Linked DNA regions of Mus musculus: region 2 is linked to region 1. Evidence: chromatin contacts called from public Hi-C data. All regions are on one chromosome and are shown on one strand. Each heading gives the region's core, a stretch centred on a gene start, on an enhancer-like site or on the middle of the called end of the contact. The rest is flanking DNA. Distances are from core to core; before and after follow the strand shown.

Region 1 (4,997 bases), core at 1,606-4,105:
ATCAGAGAATGAAAAGAGCCATTTTAGAGGGGGTTCATCAATCCATCACCTGGGCTGGTCCTGGGAGCATCGAGATTCAGGAATGCAGCTGTTTAGACTTACTGTCTGCCAGGAAGGGTGCAGGTGAGTCTTGCAGGAGAGGATTGTTTGCAGCCTTCTCTGCTCTGTGATCCAGTGGTCTTGTTTATTTTCATTGCAATGGAAAATAAAAAAAGAATCATAGATGCATCCTCCTAAAATTGGCCTGTCCCCTGAACTCTTGTATGAAGACTTTTTTTTAGCTTGCAAGAAGTCTATTTTCATCAAGGTAGGGAATGTACTAGCTTACCTTGTGGGAAAGTTTTATATGGAGCAGGATCCAGTACTGATGAGATAAGAAGACCAGACAGGTCACTGAGACCCATCACTAATGGGTTCACTGCTGGGCTTCACTGGTGCTTGTGTAGCTTGGTTTCTTGCAGGCAGTAGCTGTAGCACTCGAAGCTATGGAAGTCATAGCTTTACAATACCCAATCCAGAAGGTCTGAAAAGGGGCTGATAGAGTGCTGGTCCTGGCCTTCAACCTCATAAAACTGGGTATGGTGACACGTGCCTGGGATCTCAGCTGTCTGGAGGTAGAGGCAGGAGGGCCAGAAGTTTAAGGTCAATCTTGAACGTAGGATAAATGAGACTCTGTCTCAGATAACAATAACAAAGCCCACAAAAGACAATAACAATAAATATTTGAAGAGATTGAGAAATGTTTCTCTCAGAATCAGTCTATGAAGTTTCGCTGAAGGTATACGACTTGCTTAGCATGAGTCATGTGGTTATCCCTGAGTCAATCATTTTGACAGGAAGATGGGATACAGTGATTGACTAGGCCCAAGTCATACCAGGGTCTTTTCCAGGGACTGGCTATCTCACCATTATGTTAAGAGAAAAAAAACCGCAATGAAACCAGGCATTGGCCTATGATCGGTCAGTAAGAGAATTGAAGCTATGCTGTCTTCTCTTGGGGTCTACCTGGTATAGCATTCACACTTCTCTCACCTACCTCTTCATTCTCCTGCGTGGACTTAAACATCAGCCTTTTCTTCCCTCCTCAGTGTGTATGTATATGGATCAAAATGGCTTTCCCAAGCCCCAGCCACTGCATAGCTTTCAGAAACCCAACACTACCTGTGGCTGAGTTCATACTTCAAGGAAGAGAGAACCTGATTGGCTGCAGAGATAGGTGTTATCTTTTTATTACCGTTATTGATTTTGTTCTGCTGGAGATGGAGAGATAGGTGTTTAATAAACGACAGACTGGTCATCAGTGGCAAAGGATATTGTTAACAGGGTTCAAACATGGCTTGGAAGGACCAGTTTCTAAGAAAAGAGGCTGAGGGTGGGGTAGGTATGGCAGAGCAAGGAGGCTAGCAAGGGCCAGGGAACGCAGAGGACAGTAACACACATTGCCTTGACCTCAAGTAGTTTCAAGCATAATTTGACATTGACTGTGACTAATGGCCACAGGGTATCAGAGGAGGGTAAGGCCAGTGATGACCGCAGGCGGCAAGGATGGTAGTGGCCTCTGGGGAGGCAGAAAGGAAGGCATAAGGTTTTCTGCAGTTTGCAGTAGAGGGGTTCAGTACTCTCCTCTCTGTCTCCTCTGAAAACACCAATCTACTTAGATGACCCAGAATGGCCATCCCTCTGTGTCAGGATGCATGTATTAAAAACTATAAGCAGTTTTCATGACTTTTTTGAAAGTCACATTTACTCCCTGCTAAAAAGCCAAGGATGGGGACATAAATAGAAATAACTCCCTCTCTCTCAAAGCTCCAAGGTTAAGAGCAGGCCAATAATCCTCTGCTTTTGGAGACTATAAACAAATCCGTGAGGGCCTCCAGGCAAGGATTCTACTTTTATTTTGTGGTCCAGAAGCATTCTGGATTTGCCCAAGGCCTCAAATCTGGGACTGGAATGAAGCTGCTGGCTGCCAGCCCCTGGATAGACCTGGCCAATCTCTGTGTGAAAGGTGTGGGGGACTACCCCACCTTACAGAGGGACTAAAGACCAGGCCTAGGGATGGATGTGTGGCTCAAGCCAAATCCAGACAGGGGCCAGCAACTCCTCAGAAAAGGGGCTGAAGTTCCATTCAGAGTGTCTTATCTGGACAGACCTCCTTTCCTGCTGGGGGGAAAGGAAGAAAGAATTTTTCTCTGCTGTTTCTTCTCTTTCAGACAGATCAGAGTTCAGATGCTACCCCCTCCCCCCAGCTAAGTTCAACTGACAGGGGATTGTGGGGGGCACTATGAAAGGGGCCTTTACCCAAGTCATACAGGGAGCTGGGGGTCTTGGGTCACCGGCTCCGGAGCACCTGGCTTTGGATTTGGATACAGTTTCCAGCACACAGTGGTTTGTATTCATTCTCAGGACCTGAAAGCTATAATTGCAAGTGCTGTAAGCTCAAAGCCTTCACAGTCTTGTCACTGCTGTGGTGTCTCCTCATGGTGTCACTCACGGGCTGCCTCACTAAAATGTCAGGGACCCAAACCTCACTTGACCTCAGAGAGGCCCCGAAGGCAAAAATCTCGCAAGAGGACAGAGGCTCCAGAGGAGGGGTCCTGAGGAAGGAAGAGAGGGTCTGGCAAGGAGGACAGAGGGGCTGGGCGGAAGAAGAGGGAGCCAGGGAGGCGGGTGAGGGCCATGGCGAGGGCCCCTTGTCAAGGGTCTATCTGCAGGATGATTGATGCGAGCCCGGGTTTTTCTGTCAGCCTGTCACGGCGCAGGAATGTTTAATGTTCTCATTATTGGTTACGCTGTTGTGTATATTTCTCTGTCAGCACCACGGACCCAGCTGAACTGGCAGAGCACTTCAAAGGCCTGCGGGTCATTCATCATCCCCATGACGCCCAGGCAAACGCTCAGCTTCAGCTCCGCGCCAGGGATTTGTTATGACTTGCAAGCGGACTGACAGACAGGGCTATGGCAAGGAGGGGACAAGGGCTGCAGAAGGCCCCCTCCGACCCTTTTTTTGTCACTCTGGGTTCAGGGCCGTGCCTTTGTGCCTCCAAGACCAGCTAGGGGTGACCCTTCAGCACACGTGTGTGCTGGGTCAAGAGTACAGGGTAAACTTGGGTGAGGGGCTCCCTAAAGCACCCCAAATCCTCTCCCTGTCCTCTCTCCTCTGGATACTTAGTGGTATCCCCCCTAAAGTTATGCTGAAGTTAGGTAGTAGTGGTGAGGGGAACCCAAACTTGCAGGGCCAGGGAGGGGTGGGGGGGCAGGGAGAGCCGGGAACATGGGGGCTTTGTTCCCTTTCCCAAGCCTGACATGATTAATCGTTTTCTTCTGATCTAATTTTGGAACATGAAAAACAGCACATTTGTCTTGAAGAAAAATGATGTGCCGAACTGCGCAGATGGAAATTTCGAGCAACGAGAAAGATTAAAGTGAAACCCCACTCCTTAGACCTAATCATGAGTTGTAGATTATTCTGTCGGCCCAGCCAGATGGTAGCTCTGATTCCACGGCCCCTTCTTATATTAATGAATACTAGACTGTTATATTTGACTTAGGTAAGTGAAATGTCTATCAGAGCTAATGGGCTGCCAGCCAGCATAACACATGTTGTACCGCTAAGGGTCCTTGCTGCATTTTTCATGTTTTATACTAATGTAGAACATTTTGTTTCCTACTGGTTTTCATCATTGTCACTGTTTGCTAAATATTTTCGCATGGAAAGGGTGGGGGAGGGAAGCAGAGTCAGGAGGAAAAAGAACCCCCCCTCCCCAAACTTGTGTCCAAAGCTAATTTCCTCCCGCCGGGCTTGGCTATAACTCTGCAAGTAAAAACAGTCACTCGGAGCAATGCGTACAGGAACTCAATAGTAACGTGATTAAGTCCCTAGTCAAGGAGACTACACTCGACTCTATGTTAACAAACCTAATTATAGCCCTGTAGTGATAAATAGGGCCCAGGTCCTTGCTGCATATCTCTGAGGTCACGTTCAGAGAGCGGTTTGACCATCTCTCGTCTCTGGGGAGGGAACTGTCCTGGGGAGGCATCCCAGGCCCAGCATAGCAGAGAGGCGGTTCTCTCTGACCCAGTTGTTCAGTCCCTGGGGAGGGTGAGTAGATGCCAGGCAGTTTTCAGAGCAGAAGGTCTGAGGTGTAAGTAACTTTGGGCTTTGCTGCAGGAAGTGGGAACTGTCATCTCTGCCTTTCTCATCAGTGACCCCAGGCAAGCCTCTGAGGTGGTGACTCCCCTTGGACCAAGCAGATGATAGCTCAGATCTGCCTTCTTCCTCCCGACTTCTCTGAGCAGGAGAGACCTGGAAAAGCTTGCTGTTGTTGAGGAAGCCCAATATTCCTTCCTTAAGAAGGAAGGCGTGGTATCCTGGAAAACGGGGAGTCCTGATGATGGAACCTGAAAGCTGTTTGGGACAGATGACATGGGGTTGTGGATCATTTTCAAGGGACAGTGTCCTAAGAATAGAAGGGAACCCACATCTGTGAACACCACAAGATGCAGCTCAAAGCCTTGGCTGGCAGTAGGTGGCCCCCCTTCAGCTTCTCCTGCCTCATTTCTCACCTGTCCTCAACCATGAGCCCCACATTTCTGCTTCATGAACCTTTTTAGTGTCCCTAAGATTACCAGGCTCATATAGAACAATGTGCTCGTGCCCATTTTATTTCTGACTCTCCGAGCCCTCTGGCTTCTTTCTCTGGAAACCCTCTACACATTTAAAGACCCATCTCCCATGTCTTTACTCTGTCACATTTGGGGACATCCTCTAGATGTCATACTTAGGCACTTCACTCTCTGGATCCCCAGTAGGATTTAGCTGTGTCCCCATAACTCCTATGTTGAATCCTTGATATCTGACTGGTAGCACTGTTAGGGAGACCCTGGAAACGGCATGGAGCCTGGCTAGAGGAAGTAGGCTATGGCTGAGCGTGCCTTTAAGGCCATGGCTGGTCCTTAGATCCATCTTCAGTTTTGCTTCCTGTCTGCCACAAGGTGGG
Region 2 (5,278 bases), core at 666-3,165, 1.0 Mb after region 1:
AAATTCTTAGGCAAGTAGGTGGATCTGGAGTGAGGTAACCCAATCACAAAAGAACACACGTGATATGCACTCACTGATAAGTGGATATTTGCCAAGAAACTTAGAATGCCCAAGATACAATTCGCAAACACATGAAACTCAAGAAGAAGGAAGACCAAAGTGTGGGTATTTCGTTCTTTCTTAGAATGGGGAACAAAATACCCATGGAAGGAGTTACAGAGACAATGTTTGGAGCTGAGATGGACGGAAGGACCATCTAGAGACTGCCCTACCTGGGGATCCATCCCATAAACAACCACCAAACTCAGACACTGTTGCATATGCCAGCAAGATTTTGCTGACAGGACCCTGATATAGCTATCTCTTGTAAGGCTATGCCAGTGCCTGGCAAATACAAAAGTGGATGCTCACAGTCATCTATTGGATGGAACACAGGGCCCCCAATGAAGGAGCTAGAGAAAGTACCCAAGAAGCTGAAGGGGCCTGTAACCCTATAGGAGAAACAACAATATGAACTAACAAGTACCCCCCAGACTTGTGTCTCTAGTTGCATATGTAGCAAAGGATGGCCTAGTAGGCCATCAATGGGATGAAAGGCCCTTCGAAAGGTCTTTCAAAGATTATATGCCCCAGTACAGGGGAATGCCAGACTAGGAAGCAGGAGTGGGTGGGTTGGGGAACAGGGTGGGGAGAGGGTATAGGGGACTTTCGGGATAGCATTTGAAATGCAAATGAAGAAAATATCTAATAAAGAAAAAGAAAAAGTAATAATATCAATGTTAAGTACACAACCTGTGAGTACTGCACACTTAATCTTCCTGCTTCTCTGGGACGTTTAGGCTCAAGGTGTCTTCTTGCTTTAAAGAGCAGATGAGAAAAGAGAAACATCCCCAATGAGTCGAGCCAAAACCCACAAGCAAAGCATGGTGAAGTCGGGGAGCAGGAGGAATGTCTCTTATTTTCCTGCAGGGCCTCTTGGTAGCCACATTGTTAATTGCAGGAAGAGATTTGAAAAGTGACCTGGCCAGAGGGTCTGTGAGCATCAGAAGTGACAAGTCACATAGTTGAGGGGAGTAAAGAGCCAGGGAAGAAGGGAGAGTGAATGGGTGCCATTATTCCATGTCATTGTAACTATAGGTGCACATGCTCTTACCTGGCACATTTCTCTTTGTCCCCACTGAACCCAAAGAATCGTCAACTACCATAATCTCCAGAGCCTGGAAGGGATTCGGGGAAAAAGCCAAAGAAATGATTAAAGAGCTGAAGAAGCCACAGATTCAGTGGGTGTCTCCTCTCTGCACCATGAGCACTGCCTTGTAGGACAGTCAAACAACTAGATAAGTGTTGTTTTGCCCAAGGCAGACAAAAAGGTATGGGAAACATGTCTCCACTCTAGTTGCCAACAGCCAATAAATTTTTGTGTCTTTTTCCTTCCAAGTGGACTGTCAGTAAATATATTTTTTTAAAGTTTTATTGAACAGGGTGACCTCAAATTTATTTGTACTTTTTTTTCAATGAGACTCTGAGCAATTGCAGACTCTCGTCGCTGCAGGCTCCGGTGAGCTTCAAAACAGCCTGTGTTCCTTTCCCAACTCAGTTCTACCCAGGGAAACAGCTACTCTTCTTTGTTGCCAACTTTGTCTGGAGACTAACAGGGTGAGATTGAAAACCCCCTCATCGGACACATGTCACCTCTCATGCCTGTTTCTGGCTTCCTTTGGGTGTGTGAGCAGACTCATTTTATTAAACCATTTTTCAGGGGACAGATGGGAAATCTGTCTTTCCCATTAGTCACCAGAAAGTGACCCCAGCAGCTGTGGAGAGAATTGGTCAAGCTGTTGTAACCAACTAGGCCAGAGTGGGAAAAGACACCAAGCCTTGTCACAAGGTCCCAGGCATTCCCAGGAGCCCTAGAACGGCTGAAGCCTTGTCATTAGCTAAACCTTGCTTGGCTGAGATCCTTCTCCACAGCCAAGGGTGAGGCACTGTGTGTCTAAGCAAGGAAGTGGGACAAAGACTGCTTACCATTTGGCATCCATGTTTAATTAGTTTCTTAATGTTATGGGGGGAAAACATGAAATAAATAAGGACAACTGACCACTCTATAATTTGTTTCTGAAGCTTGGCGAGACATAAAAGTCTACCTTCCAAAACCACACAGCATAATTTATTTTATGAGTCCCCCTCGGCACCAGGTCCAGGCTAACCTTGAGTTGAGAGGCTATGCCTTCTCTCCCTGGTGCTGGTGGTCACAGTGTGTCCTTTCTTGGCAGTGGCTCTGGGCCCAGCAAAACAGACCCGTGAAAGGCAAGTGGATTAATCATTCTGAAGGCATGCTCCACTCCAGCTATTCCTCTGCAGGATGCCTGAGAACCAGCAAGCGGCCACTGTAGCAATTCACAAGGGGACAGAAAGAGATGTCTGAAGACTCTCACACAAAAAGCAGGGGTAGAGATGGAAAGCTTTTATAGGATACTCACTGGAGTTTTCATTAAACTGAAAAGTATATACCAGAAAAGCAAAACAAAACAAAACAAAACAAAAAAATAGATCACCATTCCTGCAGCAGAAACTGTGACAAGACCAACCTTTTTATTACAATCAGGCTTTCTCTAAATATATTATGCCCCGCAGGTCAAAATGATTTACTTCTCTATTTGAGGACATCTGAATTCTATTCTGCTGTTGCCAGTATGTTCTCAGCTGTGCCAAAACTGAGCAGGTCTGTGGTTCCTTTGTAACATCAAAACGGAGGCATTTATCATAGAGATTTATCGTGGGACAGCCTGCCAGATGGTTTGGGTATTTTAAAGGTGAACTGCTCAGGCCTTGATTAGCTCACGCAGACTTCTAGTTAAGACAACTCTATCAGCAGCCCAGTAGAGAGATGCCTTCCTCCACCTCCCCTACCCACCCTCCCCCTGTTCTCAAAAGGCAGAAAATATTAATGTAATGGCAGATGTGGCATAGATTGTCATTTCAGAAAGAGAACCAAGCCATAACCAATCCCACTGATTGCATTCTAATTATAACATGACCCCCTGTTGCTTTGCATAGAGGCAGCATTCATTTTGGGGATCCCACTGTAAAACTTGCAGAGTCAACGACCCTCAAAGGGGCAATTGTAAGATTTAAGCTTAGGTTTTCTTTTTTCTTTTCTCTTCTCTACTTTTCTCCCTCCCTCCCTCCCTCCCTCCCTCCCTCCCTCCCTCCCTCCCTCCCTCCCTCCCCCCTCCTTCTTCTTCTTCTTCCTCTCTCTCTCTCTCTCTCTCTCTCTCTCTCTCTCTCTCTCTCTTTCTTTCTTTCTTTCTTTCTTTCTTTCTTTCTGTCCCTGCCAGGCCTCTGCTGATTGGGCCAGCAAGAATGCATTTGATTATATAGACTGAATTTATTGGGAACAGAACCTTTGTGCTTTGAAATGCCTCTCATTCAAATTACATTCAGACATTCAATCAACATTGATTGTGATATGGACTGGCAATGGGGAATGCCTTGGGTTTTCAGTCTAGCAGAGCTACACTGGATAACTGAAGTTGGGGGAAGGGCAAGCAGTGTTTCCATGACCTTAGGTTTGAATTTCCCATCAGAGGAGGGCTTCTCTGGGGAGCCCAAGGGGGTTCCATTCCCAGCCAATCAGTGTCCCACGATCATGCTTTTCCTTGGAAATTTGGGGGCCTGTGGGTATTCCAAATTTAATTAACTCCGAAGAGCCTTGGAATGTGTGTGTGTGTGTGTGTGTGTGTGTGTGTGTGTGTGTGTGTGTGTGTTTATGTTCCTGTTAAATAAAGTAGTTCCTTAAGTTTAGATTCCCTGTGAGAGATTCTGGATCTTAAAAGGCAGCAAGTACAAGGCCAGTGGCTAGGAGCAGAAGTTCTTGTTAGAGTTGTTCCAGTATGATGGAGAACGACACTATGTTTTCTTATCTGTAAGGTAAAACAGTAGTTGGTTCCAAGGTTCAATTTATGATGTAGGTGATTTAACTATACACACACATATATACACACATATAAACACACACACATAAACTTATGAACAGTTAAATCATTTAATAAATGTATATAATTATATGTATACATTTATATACACACATGCACATATATACCTACAGCTAGCCCTTTTATTGCCTCTGGAAATTTTCTTTTGAGATACTCAAGTGGCTGGCTATTGGCAGGCATTATAACTGAAGACATTTCTCTTCTGCATCCCTTTAGCCTAGAAGTCAGACTAGAATCCCCACAGCAGTATGGGACTCACCAGGGAATCCTCATCCCACCCTGACAAATAGCTCAGGGTGGCTCCATTCTTTTTATACATCACATGTCATCAGCTGTCATGTATATGCAGATGCCTCTCAAAGATGAATGTCATAAACTCTGCAGCTTTCACCTTTTTCAAGTATGTAATCACCTTGAACAATATTCATAGTTCTTTTCTTCCACCAAAACTCCACCCATAGCATTCCTCTCAACTCCCCCTCTCCTACTTTTCTTCCCCTAGCTCAATTTCAAAGCCTTAGAATCTTTTCCAGTGCAGCTTCCACACTACTCCTCACAGAAGACTAGTTCCTAAGTCTTGTTATTTCTACCACTGAGCACACATTTTAAAATGCCCATTCTTCTAATAGTCCTCCATTGTCCTTGGGCTTCATTGTGTTCTTCCTGGCTGGCATCCTGTCTTTGAATATTCTTGGTGGATTCTCCTTCTTATTCCCTGAGCCATCTAATGTGTACTGCACTGCTTTAGTAAGAGGATCAACATGGTCCTCACGAGACATATTTCCTGGCATTCCTACCCTTGTACAATCCTTTCTTCTTGTGTGCATGTGAGGGCAGTTATGCCATCCTTGCTCCTAGTAGATTATAGGAAGGTAATGAAATTATAATACCATGATTAGGTTGCCTGTGACTTTTGGATTGCTAACCAACTTTCTTCCTGTTGGATTTATGAAATGAGATGCCAAGTTGGAGAGGCATAAAAGAATAGCAATAGAGGGTGATCTCTGACCAATACCAGTTCAGAATAATGGCCCTCTATCCAATAGTCCACATATACATGGACACTTAACAATCATGTGAGCTTGGAAGCCTCTTCAGTTGAACCTCTGGTGCATCGTCAAGCCTGACTGTAGCCTTCACAGTAGCCTTGTGAGATGCTCGAAGCAGAGGATCACACAAAGCATTAGCCAGAGTCCAGATTAGCTGTAAATAAAATACGTAATAATAAATGTGAGCTGTTAAACTCAGAGGGGCAAATAACACACACCAGAGCAGCCCTATTG

What was found. Hi-C and Micro-C count contacts between places; a contact is called where the count stands out from the background.
Region 2: a Hi-C map of uterus shows a contact between it and region 1. The contact joins two enhancer-like sites. A contact is called at or near these places in 1 of 484 Hi-C or Micro-C datasets (uterus), 1 of 115 datasets of contacts at active chromatin or transcription factors (acute myeloid leukemia) and 2 of 9 other capture datasets (embryonic tail and embryonic trunk).

The regions. Positions count from the first base shown.
Region 1 is chr14:21,901,141-21,906,137 of GRCm38.p6, forward strand. No RefSeq gene overlaps it. Among named protein-coding and RNA genes, the nearest start is that of Comtd1, 55 kb to the left of the region's middle. Within about 2 kb of position 2,856, at least 70 of the 459 cell types and tissues checked have an H3K27ac peak or open chromatin away from gene starts, as enhancers often do. A contact at or near this core is called in uterus, where this site is marked.
Region 2 is chr14:22,904,641-22,909,918 of GRCm38.p6, forward strand. The region is part of intron 6 of Lrmda (leucine rich melanocyte differentiation associated); the gene reads left to right. Among named protein-coding and RNA genes, the nearest start is that of Gm30783, 25 kb to the right of the region's middle. Within about 2 kb of position 1,916, at least 77 of the 459 cell types and tissues checked have an H3K27ac peak or open chromatin away from gene starts, as enhancers often do. A contact at or near this core is called in uterus, where this site is marked.